Linked DNA regions of Rattus norvegicus: region 2 is linked to region 1. A link is a contact called in public Hi-C data. All regions are on one chromosome and are shown on one strand. Each heading gives the region's core, a stretch centred on a gene start, on an enhancer-like site or on the middle of the called end of the contact. The rest is flanking DNA. Distances are from core to core; before and after follow the strand shown. Region 1 overlaps Plpp3 (phospholipid phosphatase 3). Region 2 has its middle 150 kb from the start of Plpp3.

Evidence for each region. A called contact is a pair of places that touch in the nucleus more often than the background predicts.
Region 2: a Hi-C map of liver shows a contact between it and region 1, with 3 times the contacts expected there. The contact joins two enhancer-like sites. A contact is called at or near these places in 5 of 12 Hi-C or Micro-C datasets (kidney, liver and mammary epithelial cells).

What each region holds. Positions count from the first base shown.
Region 1 is chr5:125,216,661-125,220,475 of GRCr8, forward strand. It overlaps Plpp3 (phospholipid phosphatase 3), which reads left to right. Exons shown (of 6, transcript NM_138905.2): 5 at 360-536. All of the region lies in intron 1 of LOC120102940 (a long non-coding RNA gene), which reads right to left. Among named protein-coding and RNA genes, the nearest start is that of Plpp3, 63 kb to the left of the region's middle. Within about 2 kb of position 1,746, at least 25 of the 93 cell types and tissues checked have an H3K27ac peak or open chromatin away from gene starts, as enhancers often do. A contact at or near this core is called in liver, where this site is marked.
Region 2 is chr5:125,309,025-125,312,839 of GRCr8, forward strand. No RefSeq gene overlaps it. Among named protein-coding and RNA genes, the nearest start is that of Plpp3, 150 kb to the left of the region's middle. Within about 2 kb of position 2,072, at least 8 of the 93 cell types and tissues checked have an H3K27ac peak or open chromatin away from gene starts, as enhancers often do. A contact at or near this core is called in liver, where this site is marked.

The DNA of each region.
Region 1 (3,815 bases), core at 496-2,995:
TTGCTGCCCTTGGTTACTGTTCCCTAAGTCCTATAGATCCAGAAGATAAGAAGAAAATCACATTTATTAAATGCTTACTGTGTGCCTAGCATTATGTAAAAAACATTCATAGGTACTGTCTTACTCAGGTCCCCTTAGCTTATCTCTGAAAAGAAAATCAAATTTTTATGCTCTGGAAACTAAAGGTCAGCATTTACCTGTGGGGTGTCATGCATTTACCAAGTTAAGTACTCTGTCCACAGTATATCACACCACGTCTAGATGGATCCATTTGCAAGAAATATAAAACACACTAGCCAAGTGCTCTAATGTCTGTGAATGGGAAGCCACTTACCGTGTCCTTTATCTCTTTCCTTCAGCTTTATCTACAGGCCCGCTTCACCTGGCGTGGGGCCCGGCTCCTCCGCCCCCTCCTGCAGTTCACTTTGCTCATGATGGCCTTCTACACGGGATTGTCACGTGTATCTGACTACAAACACCATCCTAGCGATGTCCTGGCAGGATTTGCCCAAGGAGCTCTGGTGGCCTGCTGCATAGTAAGTAGCCCTTTGTCCTTGGCACTCATACAGAGCCCTGAACTGATGCTTGTTAAATGTTTCCAGCCCAGTGACTAAAGAAGTTGAATCTTCATTGCTAGTAGTCTCTTCTTAGTGTCCCAAGAGCCTCAGGCTCCAGGATCTCATCAGTAGATGGCAATCGTCTGATAGGTCCTGTGAATCCTCTTCTCCGTAAGCACAAAGTTTTGGCTTGTAGACTGCTGTAATCAGAAGACAGCTTAGATATTGTCCACTCATTCTGTATATGGCCACAGCAGACTGGAAAGTTGCACAAGCACACATGTGAGTGCTTTCGCGGAATGACAGTCCCCTGACACAGCCCGCATTGCATTGGTGGGACACTAGTTAGTCAGTGCCTGTTCTCCGCTTCTTGGGAATCTCTATCCTCTGTGGTGATCTCCGGGAACTGTGCCAACTGTAGAACTGGAGGTTTGCTGCAGGAGGAGCCCTCCCCTGGCCCAGGACCTTGCATATCATCAAAACTCCATAGAGACTGAACTTGGGGTGGGCACATGTTGACTTCCCCCAAAACAGATAGATTGCTTTTTCACATGCTTCATCCTGATTCCCAATGAAGGTGGGGTCGGGCTTTCTACTTCCCTGAGCCTCCATCCCCCTGCCTTTCCTGCAGTCCAGATGTTGCTGTGCACAGACTTTGGTATTAAGCTTTCTTAAGCCCTTCTTTGAGGTGCTCTCCCCCATCCCATAGAAAGTCCTGAGAGCAATGTAGGACTGCAGAGGACACATGGCTGGGGCCTCAGCAGGTTGGCAAAGGTCAGACACTGTATGGTCAGCAACACAGACACTATGTGAAGGTGCTTAAAGTAGACACTGGTAAAAGAAGAATCTCTCTCTCTCTCCCTCTCTCTCTCTCTCTCTCCCTCTTACGCTCCCTCTCTCTGTCTCTGTCTCTCTGTCTCTGTCTCTCCCTCTCTCTGTCTCTCTCTCTGTGTCTCTATGTCTCTCTGTGTCTCTCTGTGTCTCTGTGTGTGTGTGTGTGTGTGTGTGTGTGTGTGTGTGTGTGTGTGTGTGTGTGTTTTTCCAGAAGACAGAAAGCGAATTAGAGGAGCCAATTGTTACCCAGAACAACTGTCACCCTCCAGCTTGTCCCTCGGTGCCTGGCCCTTTAGTATGCGATGACAGTGGGGGATGGGTATTTGCAGGAAGGGTAACCCTTTTGCCTGCCTATGCCCTCCTGGACTTTGCTCTCAGCAGGAGGCCAGCCCCAGGGGCCTGCTGCTAGGCATCTGCTTGAGAGAGAGCTCCACTGCCCTAATTGAAGTCTCCCTTACCCCCAATTTAAAAAATTAAAAGGTGTGGGGATCGGTCCTGGCCTTCCTCTCGTTCATACTACATCTCCAGAGCTCTGGCCATGAGCAATTAGACAGAAGGGAGAATGAAAACTCATTTTCCAGGAGGAGCTCTGTGAGTTTGCCATTATCCTGTTTGACTGTGACACAGGGTGGGCTGAGAGCTTGAACCTAGAGTCTGTAAAGTGCCTGCTGTTTGCTGGCACCTCTGTGGATATTTTGCCCTGTGACTGCTTTTAGGCACATGGCGCCCCTGCACACATGAGGCGACCGAGGCTGGAAGAGGAGATGACTTCGGTCACCCCAGGCCAAAGAGCCTCTCTGGGATTGACTCGCAGCCAGTGCCCTCTGTGCTTAGCGCTGGGGGAGGGACGCCAGGCACCAGGCCAGCCAGATCTACCTCAGGCAGAAATTGTGTAGACAGCTGTTCTAAAGAGTGTCGTGTAAGTGTTTTGTAGGGACCTTCCCAAGCCTTGGGCTGATCCGGTTAGCCTTTTGAGTCTGGAACTTTCTTTTCACCCAGGAGACAGTTTGGGAAGAGGTGACAGAAATCTTACCCTGTCTTTTGCCCTTCTACCTGTCAACATAGGGTGACAGAGACTCATTAATCTTTTGGGGGGTTTTTTGTTTGTTTTTGTTGTTGTTTTGTTTTGTTTTTTGGGGGGTTTTGTTGTTGTTGTTTTCTGATACTGAACTCCACCAGGTACGCAGCCAGCACCTCCTGGTCCCACCAGCCTGGAAGCATAGCACTGAGGGATTTGTGTTGCTTAAACAGGCCCCGGCAGAGAAGTCTCTGGAAGCTGTGGCTGACCTACTCAGTGTGAGAGTTTGGGAATGCTCAGCAGGGAGAAAGGAAGCCAGTGTGTTCTTTCCTACTGAGAGATGCCTGATTGTGTGGTCCTGGTTTTGATTACAAGGAAAGACAGACGCAAAGCTCCAGCTGCTGCACTGAGTCAGACGCTGCACCTCAAGGAGGTGTCTGGTGAGGACACTGAGTGTCCAGGCCCCACACTGGCTTGAAAGAGCGTTTGTTTGCCTTGTAGGGTTTCAGCTCTGTCACCTCTCATGTGCGATGGAGTCTTTGTGTTCTGGGCTGTCTTCCACCTCTGCTTTGCTTATGCTATATGACAGAGCTATCCCATAAGATCAGAGTCCTGAGGAAAACGAGCGTTCTTCTCACATGTGAATGGGGTATATTTGTGATATTTATTTCCTTAATATTATTGTATTTTTGAGACAGGACCCTACTATGTATCCCTGACTGGCCTGGAACTTATTATGTAGACCAGGCTTGCCTCATGCTCACATGGAGAGCTATCTGCCCCTGTCCCCTGAGTGCAGAGATTAAAGGTGGGTGTCAGTGACACCTGTGGAGTGTCCACTATCTGTGGCAAATGTTTTCACTGAAGATGAGAACACAGGAGTCAAGGATTAAGGCACACAGAGAAAGTGTAGAGAAGCCAGAGCTGACTCCTAACACACAAAGCCAACACTCTAAGCCCTCCCGTCCCCTTCCCCTCACCTGCAGGCATGCCAAGCTTCTTATTTTATGACACTGAGTCCTTGCCCTAGATAGTTTCCCGCTCCTTTTGATAGAGCACAGTCCAGTTCATCTCTGATGAACCCTCTTGTATGAGTCGCCCGTGGCTGCTGTAACAAGTAAGCCTAACCTATAGTACAGACATTTTTCTTTACGTTCCAGGAGTCAGGAATCAAAATTAAGTCTCGCTGGGCTACAATCAAGATGTGAAGAGGCCAAAGGGAGAGTTTTCTTGCCTTTTATAGCTAGCTACCTGTGTTCTTGGTATACGGTCTCTCCCCCTGCCTGCTCCTCCTCAAGCTTTTGATTACATTTATAACCTGGAGTCATGTGTCCATTTCCACGGCCATCCCTTACCTCAGGTGTGAGGTGGTATCATTACAGATCTGGAGACATTTAAGGGACCAG
Region 2 (3,815 bases), core at 822-3,321, 93 kb after region 1:
GGTACATGTCTCTGCTCTGCCACACCCTCCCACCATGAAAATGCTGCCTCTCCGCAGACCTAAAGACGGGGGGGGGGGGGGGGGGGGACACACGACTCTGAGATGGTAAACTAAAACTTGCAAAATTTTGTGTCCAAGCAATCATTTTGTTACTGCATAATGCTTTATAGCAAATTTTCACTATAGTGATGGAAAGTTACCATAAAAGACCAAAACCAGGCTGGATGCTTTTCTCCAGCTCTTTTATGATTGTCAATGGCCTTTAAAGGCTTAGCTGCTTCATACTGAAGCATCCGAAGGCTAAGTTTCAACATGAAGGTTGGAAGGGACACAAGCATGCAAACCACAGCTATCAGTTTCAGATTCCACTCTGCAGCAAGCTTTTTAAGAAACCAGCCCTTGTCACATTTTGGTGGATTATCCAAGGGGAATATTTGCATGTATGAGTATTCAGACACCCCTCCCTCTCCTACTCCAGTTATGTGTGAGGCCAAACTTTTTCACACACTTCAACCAAATAAAAAATCCCAATGGAGAGAATGAAAATGAGATACTAGAATCTATTTTGCTTGCTAGTTAGTCAGATCCTGGGCTGGGGATATATATACCTCAGGGGTAGAGCACTTGCCCAGAATGTGCAGGGCCCTGAGTTTAATCTGTATTACTACAAAAAAGAAAAAGGAAAAAAATAGTCAGACATTGAAGATATCCATAAACATGTGAGACATGTAATCTTTCTCGAGAATGTTTATGTAACTTTTAAATGTACAAATATTTTAGATTGACATGTAATAGAGTAATTGGTTATGTATAATTTAATTTATATATAATCTTTCTAAATTATAATTTATAATATGGTAAGCATTGCTAGGTATGACCCATATAGCTCTATGGAATGATCAGGATTTGTTTCATTATGTTTTTAACTTTTATTACATGTATATGTGTGTGTGTGTGTGTGTGTGTGTGTGTGTGTGTGTGTGTGTGTGTGTTTATGTTCCTCAAAACATGTGTGGAGGCCAGAAGGCAGATTACAGGACTTGGTTCTCTCCTTCCATTCTGTGGGTCCTGGGAACAAACTCAAGTCATGAGGCTGGGTGATAAGCACCTTTACTCCCTGAGCATCTTGAAATCTCACTTTACAAAAAGGATTATTTTTATTTTATGTATATGACTACTTGTCTTGCATATATGTAAGTGCACTTTGTGTGTGCCTGACACTTATGGAGGTCTCAAGGTGCCACCGGATCCTCTGGACCTGGAGTTAGGGATGGCGTTAAGCCATCTGTGAATGGAACTCTGGTCCTCTGCAAGAGCAGCACAGGCCCTTAACTACTAAGCTACCTCCCCAGCTCCATGCTTTTTGTATCCCGTCTCATGGAGCCTAGGCTGGCTTTCAGCTCACCATATATCTAAGACTTGTCTTAAACGTCCAGCCTCACCTTGGGATTGCAGGTGTACACTACCACATTGGGCTTTTTGGTTATTTTTAAGAGTGTAAAATTTCATTCCAAATATAGTTTTGGTTATTTACAACCTGTGCTTAGACAAATTACCTTTCCTGTGCCTCACTTCCTTTACTTGTGAAACAGAGGTAATTTTACTCAAGCTCATGAGACAGGTTATGAGGACCAAATGGAGATTCAAGTCTATGCAGTGTTGAGAACAGCTGCTGGCCTCTTGCAAGCCTGTATCGGCAGTACTGCCCAGTAGTTATAACGACACAGCAGTGTCACGTGATGATGGCTTGTTTCCTCCAGGCTGAGAGGCTGCCAGAGCAGGGCCTGTGTGTCTTTCCTCTCTGGCTCCTCACACACACAAAATATTTACTAGGTGGTCCGAAAACTGGGTGAATAAGTAAGAAGCTGGAGAAAGGCACAGCAGCTTCCAGCTGGGTTTCTGATAGAGAGTCAGATTTATGGACGAGGAGGTCTAATTCCAAAGACTGAGTTGTAAGGTGGGGCCGTGTGGTGACGGAGGTGTGGAAGCTGCGGGCAGGAAGTGGTTTGAGGTAGGAGTATGTGGGGATGAGAGAGAGGAGAGCCCTGGATGTTTGCACTAAGTTTTGATGTGGGTGTGTTACATCAACGCTGTGTTAGCCAGTATCTAATGGGTTGGTGTGACGTCTTGCGTGGGCACAGGATAGAGACAGGCTCCACCTACTGGTGGGGTTGGGTAACACAACTGGCCTTTGTGCCTTGACTTATGGTGGGGGTGTCTGTCGGCCTCTCTGCTGGGTAAGATTAAGATCTGATCTAAAGTTACTAAGACAGGGGTGTTTAACACAAGGCTCTGCTAATTGTTTTCACTGTCAGAAATTGAAACTAGGGGCATTGTGTGTGCTAGGAAGTGCTGTACCACCGAGCAACAACCCCAGCTCCTCTACAGAGTTTTCAAACCGACATTTCCATGATTAGGGTTTCATTCAGCCATCATCACACTTGTGAACTCTCACGATGAGGTGATTTTGAACATGTAGGAAGGAAGGAATAAATGTTATTCAGGGGGTGCTCTGCGCCACACTTTGGTTATGCTTCACCCTTTAAACCTCCCAACTACCTTGTAGGAAAAGCAATATCTCAATCTTGGGCATACATAGTGTCTGAAGTGGCCTGACTAGATTTGAATTCATATCTGGGCAAATACCACACAGGCAACCTTTGGAAAAACAAACTGTATTTTATTTGTTATTATTTACATAATAAACAGTGTGCACAGATGAGAAAATTCTGAGGAGCAGGTAAAAAGGGAAAAGTACCCATAATTCAACTGCTCAGATACAAGACCATGTTTACAATGTGTGGACTTCTGCAGCATCTCCTTCAGAATTTTCCAGGCACGTTTTTGCAGCCAACATTCCTCTTGGAATGTATTAGGAACCATTTTAAACCTGTAGACATATTTCTATATAATTTACAAAAGTTGCATAGTATCTTTTTATACAAACTATACTGTTTATTTGGCCAATCTTCTGTTTTAAATATTTAGCTTACATTCAGCTTTTCACTAATATAAAAAAATTACAATAAACATATTTGAAGTTTGATCTTTGAGTATGTCTTACTTCCTTAGGAGAAATTCCTGCAAGTTGGATTGATGATAAAGTGCAGTTTGACTCTAAAGACATTTCAAATTAATGTAATGTTCAACTGTCACTCCCCACTAGAGATGCTGCAAATTACCTTTTAAATGCTAGAGTTGAACCCAGGCACACACCAGGTGAATGCTCAACCACTGAGCCACATCTGAGTCAAGTTATAACATTTTAAATTCTTACCAGCAGTGCAAATAATCCTGATTTCGTATCCCTGCCAGCCTGTTTACTGTTATTAAATCCATGCACTTTATATTTTACCTTCTTATTTCTTGGATCCAGTTCAAGTAATAGACTGTGCTGACTTATGGGAACTCATGACCTGTTAGTCCTCCAAGATGACCATCTGCATTTCTGGTCTGAGATGGGCTAGAAACCTGCAAGTGGACCTTGTGGGTCTGGCTTTGACGAGGCAGTGGGTACTGATCCACAGGTTCTGGTTATAATGGCCCAACCTAGGGCCATTTGTCAAGCTGTACCTCACAAAGTGTCTTCCAGGGGCTGTGCTGAGAAGGATAGTCAGAAAGCCCGTGCTGACAAACCCGCCAGCACTCGTCCTGCCTTCTGTGGTAGCAGCTTCAGGAAGAATTGTGAGAGAAAGAGTTGAAATGTCAGAAAAAGCACTCTTAGCGACTCAAGTTTGATCCAAAGATCTTAAGCAGCTCAGCTGCCAGAGTCTCCTGGTTTGATGTGTCTCCCCTACTGAGCTCTTCTTAATCCC